2 separate regions of the Pan troglodytes genome follow, and region 2 is linked to region 1. Evidence: chromatin contacts called from public capture Hi-C data. All regions are on one chromosome and are shown on one strand. The core of a region is the stretch at or near the end of the contact, and the rest is flanking DNA. Distances in the headings are between cores, read along the strand shown. Region 1 has its middle 35 kb from the start of NEU3. Region 2 overlaps SLCO2B1 (solute carrier organic anion transporter family member 2B1).

The links. Capture Hi-C pulls out chosen DNA fragments and counts their contacts.
Region 2: a capture Hi-C map of stem cell-derived neural stem cells shows a contact between it and region 1, with 2.6 times the contacts expected there. The contact joins two enhancer-like sites. A contact is called at or near these places in 4 of 7 Hi-C or Micro-C datasets (blood, induced pluripotent stem cells and stem cell-derived neural progenitor cells) and 1 of 1 other capture datasets (stem cell-derived neural stem cells).

The regions. Positions count from the first base shown.
Region 1 is chr9:77,045,143-77,052,496 of NHGRI_mPanTro3-v2.0_pri, reverse strand. No RefSeq gene overlaps it. Among named protein-coding and RNA genes, the nearest start is that of NEU3, 35 kb to the right of the region's middle. Within about 2 kb of position 3,871, at least 10 of the 24 cell types and tissues checked have an H3K27ac peak or open chromatin away from gene starts, as enhancers often do. A contact at or near this core is called in stem cell-derived neural stem cells, where this site is marked.
Region 2 is chr9:77,166,450-77,173,803 of NHGRI_mPanTro3-v2.0_pri, reverse strand. The region is part of intron 1 of SLCO2B1 (solute carrier organic anion transporter family member 2B1); the gene reads right to left. Among named protein-coding and RNA genes, the nearest start is that of SLCO2B1, 44 kb to the right of the region's middle. Within about 2 kb of position 4,568, at least 8 of the 24 cell types and tissues checked have an H3K27ac peak or open chromatin away from gene starts, as enhancers often do. A contact at or near this core is called in stem cell-derived neural stem cells, where this site is marked.

The DNA of each region.
Region 1 (7,354 bases), core at 2,622-5,121:
GAAAGGGGAAAATATTGGTGTGGCCTGTGGCAACTGTATTTGGAAGGGAGAAATGATGATAGAGTTCACACCAACAGCTTTGCTCTTGAGCCAAGGATTTGGAGTTAGAGCTGGGTTCACGTCACTTCACCATGCTCAATCTCAGTTTTCTCATCTGGAAAAAGCTCCATCTCAAGGGAAGAATGCAAAGAGTTCTTAACATAAATGGGTAAAGCACTGAACATGGGGCCAGGTACTTAGAGGTGCTCAGTGAATGATAACTACGTATAAAGCTCTCCTACTCCCTTCCCAGTGACATGGACCTTGGCAGGGAGTCTGCTGATGGGGAGAGCACAGCTGAGGTTGGGAGACTTAAGTGCAAAGTTTTTTGAAGTGCAGGGTGCTATAGAAGATCGGGGCAGGAAGATCACCCTACCCTAAGACCAGGCTGGCCAGGGAAGGAAGGGAGGCCAAGAAAATCTGCAGGAATAAGAGGGATCCAAAGCTGGAGGCCTATGCAAAGGTGAGGGAAAGGGGAGGGGCCAGGAGAAGGGTCTATGGTGGGAGAGGAAGATTTCTGAGTTTCGTTCAAAGTTTTCTGAGTCCTATAGTATGCCAGGCACTATTGCAGCACTTTATATACATGAGGTAATCCAACTTCAACCCCTCCCTGCTGCCCATCCAGGGCCTGTCACTCCCACAAATCTATGAGGGCCTTGCAGACCATAAACCAGTCTACAAATCTCTGGCAAGTTTGGGCAGGAAGAATCAGAGGGCCAATCAGATTCCCTCTGCTATGCATGTGAATTGAGCAGGATGGGGAGAAACTCCTAGTTTCTACAAAGGAGCCCAGAGGAACGAAGTATGGAGTTGAAATGGAGCCATGAGCAGTCACATGTAAGAAAAAGTTGTGCTAGAACAGAGATTCTGAGGAAACAGAAGCTTGAGACAGAGAGGAGAGAGGGAAAGAATCCACCTATGAGTAGTTGGAAGATGGGCAGATAGCAACAGAGACCCATTGACAAAGAGATGGAGGAGAAGCTAGCCCCAAGTGGCCTCTGTTCCTTCCAATGTGCAGGTTCTAGTTCCAGTCCCCATAGTTGGCTCCTTCCCCAACCCACTTGGTTGGGCTCCAGTGGTTTGCTGTTCTTTGCAACAGAATAAATCCAAATAAAGCCTATTCCCATTTTGCAGATGAGAAAACTAAGGCTGTGAGGGAAAATGACTTCTTCTTGGGATCCACCCCTGCCCCCCATCTCCCAGTCCCTTTTAGGTTCCTACTTGGGAGACTTGACATTCACGCAGAAAGTCCCCACAGTGGCTAAGGATCAAGTTTTAGGGCTTGATGAGAGAGCAGGGAAGGGGTTCACAGGACCCAGGCAGGAAGGATGAGGGCCAGACCTGAGCAGAGGGGGTGAGAATGAAAGTTGTCCCTGAGTGGGTCCTAGATCTAAACAGGACCCAATAATCTTGGAGCCTCATGACTTCCTAGTAAAGTCAATGCCATCATCTCCATCGTACAGCTGGGAAAACTGAGGTTTGAAGAGGCTAAGTCACCTTCCTAAGGCCATATAGCAAGTAAGAGACAAAGCTGAGGCTTCCCCTCTGGTCTCAGACTCCAAGTGCAGGCCCTTCCTGCTGCTGTAGCTGCCCATCTTTTCTGGAAAATCAACTTCACTCAGAGAAGAGCTCTCATCCTGCCTTGCTGTAGAATGGCTGTGGCCTTGGCCCAGTCCAGTTGCCTCCCTCCCTGGGTCTTAGCTGAGTAGGGAGGAGGGTCCACTAGATGTCTGAGGTCTGCCTGCCTGCTCTTCTAGTGGGTTCCAGTCTCTCCACAGCTGGGCACCATCCAGGCTACTCCCCATCCTACCTCCTCTCTCTAATAATTAATCTCCAGCCAACAGTCCCAGCTGCAGTGCTTTCATCATCCAATTACTGGAGTTGCTGGCACAATAAATCTTGGTCATACAAATGCAGGCAAATCTGCAGCTATTTTCATGGCCATTACTGTGCATAGGACATTGGGACTCAGGTCATTTGCCTTTCTGACATGGAGTCCTGCCCCCCACCCCCTATCTTCACCATCTTCTTTCATTTTTCAGTGGCAGCTGCCTCCCTCCCCCATCATCTCCCAAGCACCTGCTCCTCCCTTCCCCTCTCCCATCTTTAGGCTGTAGGCCAAAGATCAGAAGACTGTGTGACCTCAGCCAAGTCAATTCTCTGACCTTCAATTTCTTCACCTATAAGACAGAAAAAGCATGATTGACCTTATAGGGTTTTGTGAAAACTAAATAACCCAAGTGCAGTATACATCTCACTGGTGGTAGGTATGACCTACTTCAGTGGTCTTTGCTATTTTTTAATAGGTATGTATATAATTTAATGTATATTAGGAAAGATAAATCAAACCAGTGATTTCATGAATATTATTCCTTAGGAGACCATGAATTAGGTATTTTCATAAAATATGCTAAAGAAAATTATTAAGAATCCATGGATTTAGCAAAAATCATGGAGGAGGCATATGAATGAGAGAAACTTGAGAAACGTTGACATAATGACTGCGTGCTGCTTGCCTTTATCACTATTTGCTCTGTTCTCCACCTTCCCTCAGTTTCTGCAGAGGGATGTGTGGTGCCCTACAGAAGAAGGGGACTCATTGTGTTCTGAGAGGCTAACTTGCTCTAGTTCAGGGCCCTTCATTCATGTGAGAACCACCTCCCTCCCCTTGGGGCCTGTCCCATGCAGGCCCTGTGCTGGGTGCTCGGAACACAGAGCTCAAACGACAGCCCTGCGTTCAGGAAACTCCCAGGAACTCTCCTCTGAATCTGGCAAGGGAGCTGTCACTACCTTTACCTGACAGGACGTACAGCAGGACTTTCCTTGAGTTCTGGATTTGTGGAATTGCAGTGAAGGCCCAAAACTGAGGACAAGAGGCTCTAAGACCACACTCTGTAAAGAGAGACATGAAGGAGCGTACACGTGCACACACACACAAAGAGAGGACATAGGAGGGAAGGGGGGAGAAGTTGGGGTGGCCTTGTGAACACTGCAGTGTTTGTGCTGAGAGTCACTGCCATGATGGGGAATGGAGAATGTGCCCAAGCCCTGCATAGAAGCTGGGCGTGCCTGCCAGAAAGGGAGCCTCACCCTGGCATCTGGGCAGAAAGCTTGCTGTGCCGAGAACTCACAGGCCCACCCTGGGACTGCCACTGAGCAGCACAGAGGTAAAGGGGTATCCAGTGGCAGGAAGCCTGCTGAGAGGGTCTGGTCCATCCAGCAGAGCCTGAAGGGAACATGGTGAGTACTGCAGGAAGAATGCACAGGACTCTCTCCCAGTGTTTCCTGGCTGTAGGCAGCCATGGAAGATCATAGGAGTTTCCATGGCTCCATACGAAGAAGCACACAGATTAAAATAGGGGAAGGATCCACAGGGCTGTTCAGATGGCCTCAGACCAGGTAAGTCTGACCCCACCTAAACAAGAGGTTGGGCCCTGGGCCTCTGATGGGAGTCCAAGGAAAACTCGGCTGCCCATCTCTGAGTGAGGCTTGGCAACAGCAGGCACAGAGGAGAAACTGAACATCGTGCCAGGAAAGTCATGCCCACCAACTCCCAGCTAACAATAGGTCAGCAGAGTCCACCAGCCTTGGAACCAGAAGCAGATCTCATGCTCACACGCACACACACATAGAACTTCCTCCTCTGTAAAGCCACCATCCCTCTTGGACATCAATTTCCCCTTGGGACAAAAGAGTTATAAAACTGCCTCAGGGCAGTTTTGAAAATCCAGGCAGAGACTGCTGTTCTGCCACCAACCATAGGCATTACTGCTTAAAATTCCAGGGTGCTTGTGGCCTGCAGGGAGTTGGGGGAGATTGCCACCTGGTGGTCAATGTTGGCAATGCCATGGAGCTTGCAGCAGAGCCGGGGACTGGGAGTCCTCAGGCTCAGAGCCAGGCCTGACTATCTGTATGACCTTGAGCAGGTCACTTCCACTCTTGGAGACTGTTTTCTCAACTAAAATGGGGAATAATGTTGCCAGCCTTGCAGAACCATAGTGAAGATTAAACCTACTGCACTACTGTGCCTGTCTTGAGCGGGGCCTCAGTAAAGTTTTGATCCACCTGGGTCTTGTTCCCGCAGGATATGAGCAAGGGTCAGCTCCAGGAGACAGAGGGGGAGGTGAGCCACGCTCACAGAGATCCCCAGCTCCCCAGGTTTCTTTCACTGCCCGCTACCCAGGACCGTCTTTCTGTGTGTGTGGAACTGTTCTTAACCTAAACCTGGACAGCTCTTTGGATTCCAGATGTTCAGAACAGTGTAATGCTGACTCTAGAGTCTGGATCAGGAGAGCTCATTCCAGGCCTAGTTCTGTCACTAACTTGCTGTATAGCTTTAGTCAAGTCACCTGGTTAATATCTAAGCTTTGGTTTCCTCTTTTGTACAAAGAAGGTAATGATTCCGGCTCTGCCTTTCGGCTCTGCATTGTGCTATAACTCACTTCCTTACCCTCAACTCTTGAAGGAAAGTCTGTTACGTGCACATGCTTGCACCTGGTGCTTTGGGGAAAGAGGCAGCAAGGGCAGCATCAGAGCCTGGAGCAAAACAACTCAGTCACAGTCACAAGAATGCAATAGCAGCAGGAATTAAGAGTGAGAGGTGATCAGAATATAAGCTCCCAGGAACTCTCAGGCTCTTGGGAAAGACTCTATGCTTCGCCCAGAATATAGGATGATGACCTGCAAAATCTTTTTTTTTTTTTCTTGAGATGGAGTCTCACTGTGTCGCCCAGGCTGGAGTGCAGTGGCGCGATCTCAGCTCACTGCAGCCTCTGCCCTCCGAGTTCAAGCAATTCTCCTGCCTCAGCCTCCCAAGTAGCTGGGATTATAGGCACCTGCCACCACGCCTGGCTAATTTTTTGTATTTTTAGTAGAGAGGGGTTTCACCATCTTAGCCAGGCTGGTCTTGAACTCCTGACGTCATGATCCACCCGCCTCAGCCTCCCAAAGTGCTGGGATTACAGGCGTGAGCCACCGCACCCGGCCGATGACTTGCAACATCTTAAGAAACTGAGGGAAAGTGTGATTCCAGAAGGGTGGAGGAGCAGACAATCTGAGGACTTCCATATTACCCAGATCTCTGACTCACTAGAGGGACTGTTCTGGGATTTGTGGGACTGTTCGCTGGGAGCCTCACTCCCACATGGGAAGGACTGACTACAGTATTATTATCCATACCTATCCACCTGAAGTTGTTTCCAAGCCTTGGAAAGAGCTGTGCAGGGCCCATGGTCTCCTCTGACTACTCCTTACAGATTACCTCAGATTTTAGACTTTTGTCTTGCTAGCCCCAGGCAGTCTTACAGATAACATGTCCTAATCAAATTCAGACCCAATCTCATTTGGTAAAAGAGATCAAAATGATGAGTTCTCAACTCTGTACCCAGTTCAGGTGACCCTCTCAGGCTTGGGGACAAACCTACTTGCCACTCGCCACTTACCCACAACTGCCCACCCTATCATTTTCACTTACATACACACTAATTCAACAAGCTCTGTGGGGCCCATACTCTCTGCCAGGCCCTAGGCTGGGCACTGGGAACACAGAAAGGATCAGATGTGGTCCTTGTCCTTGAGGAGCTCACAGTCTAGAAAAGGAGCCATATATAGCAACAGAACATTCCACACAGAATGGGCAGTGCAACGTTAGAAGGGGCACAGTGCAAGGCCAGAAGTGGGGCCTACCTGATCTGGGGTTAGGGCAGGCTCCCCAGTGAATGGCACATTTAAGCTAGATCCTGAGAGGAAAAGGAGGAATTCTATCAAAGAAGGAGAAAGAGCATTTCAGACAAAGCAAGGTGTACACAGAGGCATAAATACTGTGACCTGTTCAGGAACATTGGGCTGTGTATGGAGGACTGTTGTGGGAGATGGGGTAGAGAGATCAGGCCCTGAACACCCACATAAAGGCTTCATCCTTCTGGCGAAGGAGCCATTATGTGGGAGAATGGATTGGAGGGTGGCAGGGAGCTGGAGGAGCAGTGAGGACTTGCTTGAGCAGTCTTGACAAGATGTGGCAGGCCCACAGCCTTCACTGCCTCTAGGCCCCCTGAGTGGGTCACTGTGGTTCCTTCAGACACAAGAGAGACCCCTTATTGCCCCAGTCCCACTGACAGACTCTGCCTCCCGGGCCCACTGGCCCTGCCCAGACATGAGAGTGGTGTATTAGTCCGTTTTCATGCTACTGATAAAGACATACCCGAGACTGGGCAATTTACAAAAGAAAGAGGTTTAATTGACTTACAGTTCCACGTGGCTGAGGAAGCCTCACAATAATGGTGGAAGACAAGGAGGAGCAAGTCACATCTTACATGGATAGCAGCAGGCAAAGAGAGGGCTTGTGAAGGGGAACTCTGCCTTATAAAGCCATCAGACCTCATGAGACTTGTTCACGATCATGAGAGCAGCATGGGAAAGACCTGCCCCTATGATTCAATTACCTCCCACTGGGTCCCTCCCACAACATGTAGGAATTTAAGATAAGATTTAGGTGGTGGAACAGCCAAATCATATCATTCTGCTCCTGGCCCCTCCCAAACCTCAGGTCCTCACATTTCAAAACCAATCATGCCTTCCCAACAGTCCCTCAAAGTCTTAACTCATTCCAGCATTAACTCAAAAGTCCACAGTCCAAAGTCTCATTCAAGACAAGGCAAGTCCTTTCCACCTATGAGCCTGTAAAATTAAAAGCAGGTTAGTTACTTCCTAGATACAGTGGGAGTACAGTCATTCCAAATGGGAGAAATTGGCCAAAACAGAGGGGTTACAGGGCCCATGCAAGTCCGAAATCCAGCAGGGCAGTCAAATCTTAATGCTCCAAAATAATCTCCTTTGACTCCCTGTCTCACATCCAGGTCATGCTGATGCAAGAGGTGGGTTCCCATGTTCTTGGGCAGTTCTGCCCCTGTGGCTTTGCAGGGTACAGCCTCCCTCCTGGCTGCTTTCACAAGCTGACGTTGAGTGTCTGCAGCTTTTCCAGGTGCACGGTGCAAGTTGTCAGTGGATTTACAATTCCGGAGTCTGGAGGACAGTGGCCCTCTTCTCACAGCTCCACTAGGCAGTGCCCTAGTAGGGATTCTGTGTGGGGGCTCCAACCCCACATTTCCCTTCTGCCCTGCCCTAGCAGAAGTTCTCCATGACAGCCCTGCCCCTGCAGCAAACTTCTGCCTGGACATCCAGGTGTTTTCATACATCCTCTGAAATCTGGGCAGAGGTTCCCAAATCCCAATTCTTGACTTCTGTGCACTGGGAGGCTCAACACCACGTGGGGCAGGAACCATCACATACGCATTGTGCACACATTATGGGCTAATAT
Region 2 (7,354 bases), core at 3,319-5,818, 120 kb before region 1:
GCCTGGCAGCCAGGAAGGGGATATCTAAAAATGAGCCATGGGCCAGGCAGACAAGCGAGGGCCTCAACCAGAGCCTCGGCCTTCCCTGCCCCCTGGATGCTGCCTTGGAGTCAGACCCTCGCTGTGCAGACACACTCCCATGTATGGCTCGTTAACTCTGCTCAAGGAAAACAATGTCCTCCTTATTTCACCCATGAGGACACTGCCGCTCAGAGAGGCCTCATGTCTTGCCTGAGGCTCCATGTCAAGTATATGGCAGGGGCTGGGATCTGAGCCAAGGACAGCAAGGATGGATGCCTGGTCCTCAGAAGTCGGAGGTGGAAGGAATATGGAGCTCATTTAATTCAACCTTTCCTTTTTTCAGATTGGTAGACTGGGGCCAGGAGAGTGTGGAGATCATGGGGGAGTCACTGTTTATCTCTCCCTAGATAAGCAGGCTTCAGTCTCTCTAGCTGGTTGATGAGAAACAGGCCCCATCCTGCCAAGCATTCAGGGCTTCCCCTGTCTTTGTTGGCACAACTTCTCCATCAGGACACAGCTCATCTCCTAACTGCGAGGAGAGGAGCAGGTGTGCAGGCCGGGTGGGTGTCCAGGTTGCACAGCCACCTAACCTCAACACAGCCCCTGGCTCTTCCAGTGCCCCACCCTTGTATAGCCCCTGCCGTGCTCCCTGTAGCAGCTTAAACCCCATCTGGAGGTTTCTCCCTACCTCCAACCACTCCCTTTGGAAGCTGCCTCCCCCAGCCGCCACCTTCAGGCTCTTTCGCCCCACAGCAGCCTTCCCCTGATTCCAACTCCCTCCATCTCTCACCAGTTTCTCCCTCCAGCCTATGGGAATACACACTGTGTTGGAAACTGCATCCTTCCCTGAAAGTGACAGCTCTGGGCCCCAGAAAGAGCATGAGCTTGGGTGTCAGTTCAACCCTGACCCAGTACAAAGCTCTCTGAGGCTGTTTCTTCATCTGTGAAATAGAGATGAAACGTGATAACTGAAAAATCATGAGATCTATAAATTTGGAGAGAAGACTTTATTTCTTTTCTTTCTTCCTTTTTTTCTTTTTCTTTTTTAGAGACAATGTCTCACTCTGTCCCCCAGGCTGAAGTGCAGTGATGCAATCATGGCTTACTGCAGTCTCCATCACCTGGGCTCCAGCGATTCTCCTGCCTCAGGCACCCCAGTAGCTGGGACTACACGTGCATGCCACCACGGCTGGTTAATTTTGTAAGTTTTTGTAGAGACAGGGTCTCACTATGTTGCCTAGGCTGGTCTCAAGCAGTCCTCCCACCTTGGCCCCCTGAAGTGCTGGGATTATAGGTATGAGACTTTATTTCTTATGAAGAGTTACAGCCTACAAGGTGGCCATTCTGATGGGCTGGGGAGCTCAGTCTTTGGCAGAGTCCAGAGACAGACACTTCAAGGGAGGAGGGGTTGGACAGAAATTTAAGCTGAACGCATTGACCAAATATACATATTCAACAGGTTATAGGAGGAGCTATGAATATTCATGAGGTGATCCTAATGTATGCATATGGAATAAACATGCATGTTTCATAAGACCCATGTTCACCTTGGGTTGGAGACTTAACATTCAAATGCATATATACATCAAAAGGTGAAGCAAGGACTTGAAGGGCTCAAGCGCGGTGTCTACAAACTGGCCAGAACCCATCCATGGTCGGTGGTCTCTTATCAGAAAAAATTCCTGAAACAGTCTCTAGTCCAATCAGAGCTATAGTTATGGCTGGTGGAACGGGGATCAGTTAGTTAGTGTCTGGCGGTGGAGGAGCTGCAAATTGTTTTACCACTGCTTATCTCAAGACCAGGGCTTATTTAGGTGCTAGAGAAAAAAAGAAATGTTGTGGCAGTGAGAACATAGTTTATTCTTTAGTGTATGGGTGTGGGACTTAACCCTTGCCTGGCGTGACCCTAGGTCATGTTTATAGTTTGGCATCTTATTGCCACAAAGAGTCCATTCTGTCAGTCTTATGATCTCTGTTTTAACATTAATGCTGCTCAGGTGTAGTGTCTAAGCCACAAAAGGGAGGAGGATAAACGAGGTGTGTCTCTTGTCCCTTCATGGCCAAGAACTCAGTTTTTAAAGGTTTCTCTGGGGTCCCCTTGGCCAAGAGGTGGGTTGTCCATTCAGTGAATTGAGGGGCTTAGATTTTAGTTTTAGTTGACACAAGAAGCCTCCTGGCAGGACTGTCCTAAACCCTGTTATCTTGCCCGATCTTCTCCTAAGTATGTGGTACAGCTTCTTCCTCCTGGGAGACCGCCCCCAGCCTCACCCAGTGACCTGGGGCTGGTCACTTGCCCTCTCTGATCCTTAGTGCCATTGTCTGCAAAACACCTTCCCAGAGCTGTCATATGGCTTGGATGAGCTGATGGATAGATTAGTGCTTCCAAAATTCTGAGAGCTGAGCAGACATGAGCCATTATTAATACGGCAGTGATGGTGATGGTGATGACTCTTATAATTCTGGAAGCAGAGGATGAGGAGGAAGTAAATCATGACACATACGTGCCAGGTCAGCCTGATCTCACTGACAACCCAGGAGAATAAATCACTAGGAAGGCCCTCTGAGGTAGGAGGAAGCTCAGGAGCAAAATGGGGACTCTGCAGGTGGGCGGGGGGACCACTGTTCACAGCTGTTGTTCTACAGGTGCTGCAGGGCTCCAGCTTGGGCACTGGCTGGCCTTCAGCCCCCAGCCCTGGCTCTGCCACTGACATGCTGGTCAGGTCTCATTCCCTGCCTGGTCCTCAGTTTCCTTATTATAAAATGGTGGAGGGTGGGGGGTGCAGGTGCAGTGGCTAATGACTACAATCCCAGTGCTTTGGGAGACCGAGGCAGGAAGATTACTTGAGGCCAGGAGTTCGATGCAAGCCTGGGAAACATAGTGAGACCCTGTCTCTACCAAAAATTTAAAAATTAGCCAGGTGTGGTGGCACATGCCTGTGGTCCCAGCTACTGGGGAGGCTGAAGTGGGGAGGATCCCTTGAGCCCAGGAGTTGGAGGCTGCAGTGAGCTATGATCACACCACTGTACTCCAGCCTGGGCAGCAGAGCGAGACCCTGTCTCTAAAAAAAAAAAAAAAAAAAAAATTTTAATGGTGGCTGGGGATGGGGGTGGTGGGGGTTGGGGGAAGAGTCTCATTCTGCTCTGCCCCTGTCTTTTGGAGTCTCATTCTGCTCATGGCCCACATGAGCTAATGGCTGTGCCACTGTTTTCCTAAAGTGTCAAGTGTGGGATTACAGTTATTAATATGTCTTCTTGGAGAGAGGACACGGGAGAGGGGTGGTGCAGCAAAGGCTGGGAGGGATGCCGAGGGTGGGAGTTGGGGATGGGGTGAGTGGGGGTGGCAAATGCGCGATGGGAGCAAGCCCCTGCCAGGCCGTGGATAATTTGGAAGAAGGGCCCTGCTCCCTAAAGACTTTGCAACACTGCCCCCTGGGGGCTGGAGAGGAAGCCTGTGCCCTGACTTTTCCTCTGAGGCTTCAGTCAGGGAGGGGACCTTGAAGGACCACTGTCCAGAGGCTGAACTGGGTGGGCCAGAAGAAACCCAGCTAGGGCAGTCATTGCCTGCCCGCGTTCCCCACCTGTCCATTCCACTTCACGAGCCTCTCAAATCTGCAGCCCTGTCCTGGTCTAGCCCACCACTGCTCTTGTCTGGGCCATGCCCCGGCCTCTTTCCTACCTCCAGTTTCACACCAGCCCATCTTCTTGCAAGCCAGAGGGAACTTTCTGACCCTTAAATCCTACCATGCCCCTTTCTGTATAAAACCCTGACCCAGCTCTCAGTAACCCCAGGAGAGACCATCCTTCTTAGCCTGACACTGAGTGGTCCCTGTCTCTCTGTCCAATCACATCTTCTGCAGGTCACTATCCTCACTCGCAGATGAGACATTACAGGAGTGTTTAGAGCAAGGAAGGCGCTGGGGTAGGACTTCTCGGGTGTGACTGCTGGCTTCCCCCCTTAGTAGCTGTGTTATTTAATTCTTAGTTTGCGGTTTTTTTTTTTTTTGAGACAGAGTCTTGCTCTGTCACCCAGGCTGGAGTGCAGTGGCATGATCTCGGCTCACTGCAACCTCTGCCTCCTGGGTTCAAGCAATTCTCCTGCTTCAGTCTCCTGAGTAGCTGGGACTACAGCTGTGCACCACCACACCTGGCTAATTTTTGTATTTTTAGTAGAGACAAGGTTTCACCATGTTGGCCAGGCTGGTCTGGAACTCATGACCTCTGGTGATCCACCCATCATGGCCTCCCAAAGTGCTGGGATTACAGGCGTGAGCGCCCAGCCTGCAGTACTTTTTTAAACTATAAAGTATATATAACATAAAATGTTAACATAAAATTCAGTGGCATGAAGTACATCTACATTGCTGTACAACCGTCCTCACCATCCATCTCCAGACCTCCCTCATCTTTCCAAACGGAGACTCAGATTCATGTGTTCTTCATTCCACCTCTGTTTTCTCATCTGACGGATGGAACTAATCACTGAGTGTGTTTTGCACGTGCTTACAGGTGGGTAATAGGTACTCAGGCAATGTTACGATTGTTTTCTTCTCTTGAGGAAGCTGCTCTGGAAAGTCAGTGCAGCAGCACCGCATGGAGTGATCTCTAGAAACCCACAGCCTACCGCTGCCCGGCTTCATTTCTGTGGCTCGGGCAGATTTTCTGAGAGCTGCTGGGGAAGCATGCCGCCCATCTCATCTGGGAAGATGAGTCACTTCCTCTGCTGCTGGGTTATGAGCCTAGGGATGGGGAAGGCAGGAAGCAGAACACAAGCAGCTGCTTCTCAGCTGGGCGGGGCCTCCGCAGTGGCTCACATAAGAACCACGTGGCAAGGTGGATTCTCTCTGGTGTCTGGACCAGGGTAGGACACCCTAACTTGCCTGTGTGCCAGCTCTCTCAGGAGGGGCTGGAGCAGGCTAACTTGCTTCCATCAGTGTTGCTTATTCAGAGCACAACAGTTTGCGTTTTGCTTGATTCTCTCCTTTTCACATCATGCTCCCAACACATCATCCGCCCCCCACATTCTGTGCACACACTTCCAAGATTCACTCACTCCAACTGTTCCTGGCATGCGCGTCTAAAATCATCTCACCTTCCAAGTGGCACTGTCCTCATTTAAATGCATGTCTTTTTTTGTCCCCTAGGTGGAACTAGGGGAGAGACCAGGCCTCAGGCCTCCCTGATGGATCCTGGTTTCTGGCCTGCTCTCTGGCCAGGGGAGCAAGTGGATCTCTCCAGCAAACAAGCTGAATGGTGGTGTCAGAATCAGAGCTGGGTCCAGACAGGACGCTTAGAGGGCCACAGAATCTCCTCCTAAGAGTCCTTCAGCTGGGGACTCTAGTCTTTTCAGTTAAAGACATCAACCATCCTCCAGAAAGAGCCAGCGGTGGCAAGCAGTTAGCTTAAGGAAACCAGTCAAGTCTTTGGAGTAGCTTAGGCTGGAACTCGGCCAACATTAGTTGTGTGGCATGGGGCAGATACTTCATTTTTCTAAGCCTCAGTTTCTTCTTCAAAATGGATGCAATGATCATGACTAACACTCATTATTTGCCAAGCACTGTTCTAAGCACTTGTATCAGCTCAGTTAATGCTCCAAACAACCTATTATAATCCCCAATTTACAGACGAGGAAACTGAGGTACAGAGAGACCTGCCAAGGTCACACAGTTGGTAAGAGGCAGATCAGGATCTTAACCTAGACAATCTGGCCCCAGAGTCCAAGCCCCTAACCATGGCACTTAACCGTCTCAAAGGGCAAATTTGAGGACTCAGTCATTATCTGCTGGTCCCTAAGCCATGAGGTTGAATACAGAATGATCCAAGTACTAAGCTGCTGCCTTTGACTGACCCTGGGCATTTTACTTTCCTTGTCAAATCTCAGGTTTCCCTCCTACAACAGGAGGGGCTTGAACCCCAGCTCCGGCTCAGCAGAGAGCTCACCATTTGCCTGGAAACCTGCCCCTCCCTGGTCCCTGTTCTGAGCCCCTCCCATCTCTTCAGAGTCAGCCCCCATCCCTGCAGCCTGTGTGGCAACTCTGCCTTCATATTTCTCTGTCTGTCTTACTCCCTCTTCTCCCTAAATTCAAAGCCCACTCCTTGTTCCTGTAGAACCCTTGCACAGCCTCCTTAATCGTCTGTGACTCCCGTCTCCCTAGTTCTAATCCATCCTCCACATTCTACTGGAGCCATCTTTCCAAACGCTAATCTTTTTTTTTAGACAGGATCTTTCTCTGTCATTCAGGCTGGAGTGCAGTGGTGCCATCCTAGCTCACTGTAGCCTCAAACAAGCAATCCTCCCACCTCAAGCTTTCCAAGTAGCCGGGACCACAGGCATGCACCACCATGCACAGCTGATTTTTTTTTATTTTTATTTTTGTAGAGACAGAGTCTTGCTATGTTGCCCAGGCTGGTCTCAGACTCCTGGGCTAAAGTGATCCTCCCACCTTGGCCTCCCAAAGTGCTGGGATTACAGGTGTGAGACACCTTGCCCAGCTCCCAACCCTAATCTTATTGTGCCCAGCCATTCTCCTCAGAGCAAAGCCTATTTCTTAGCCTAACATTTGCTGCTCATCACCACACACCTATAACCTACCTTTTGCACTTTCATCCCTGGCGCCTGCATATGCACAGTTCCCTCAGCTCAAATGCCCTTCCTGCCTTTTACCACTGGATAAGCACAGATCCATCCTTCACCTGATAACGACGACCTCCAATCCCTCCCAGCACCACCCAAGTGTTCCCTGCTTCCTCCTGAAAGAATACACACGTGCTCACAGTCATATCCTAGTTCTCCACGTGTCCTTGGCTGACCAGCATCGAGCAGGCTGGCCATTCACTCGAGGAGCTTCCCATCAGCCAGTTCCTCTGCCTGCAGCCTTCCTCCTGTTCACTCATCTGAGCTGCTCCAATGCTCCAATGCAAATGGAGTTTTTCTTCCCCTTCTCAGACACTGGACTAAGAATGGGGGCAACCCAGGGTCACCTGTCACAGGACTGGCATAATCCCAAAGAGAAACTGAGTGCAAGAGTCTCAGGCTTTGCAGGGTGAGAAACCTCAGAGGGGAAGGCATCCAGCGGGTGGAATCTCTGTGGCTGTGGTGGCGATTGCACTGAGGCACCTGATGATTTGCAAAGAGCTCTCACATAGAGTAGCTCACTAAACCTCACTCGAGCCAATATTGCCATTATTATTACCCCCATTCACAAAGAGGAAACAGAGGCAGAGAGAAGTGAAGTCATGCGCGCCCAAGGACACACAGGTGGTACGTGGAGCTGAGATTTGAGACCAGGTGCGTTTGGCCCCCAAAGCTGATGCCCTTGCGCTGGGGCCACACTGC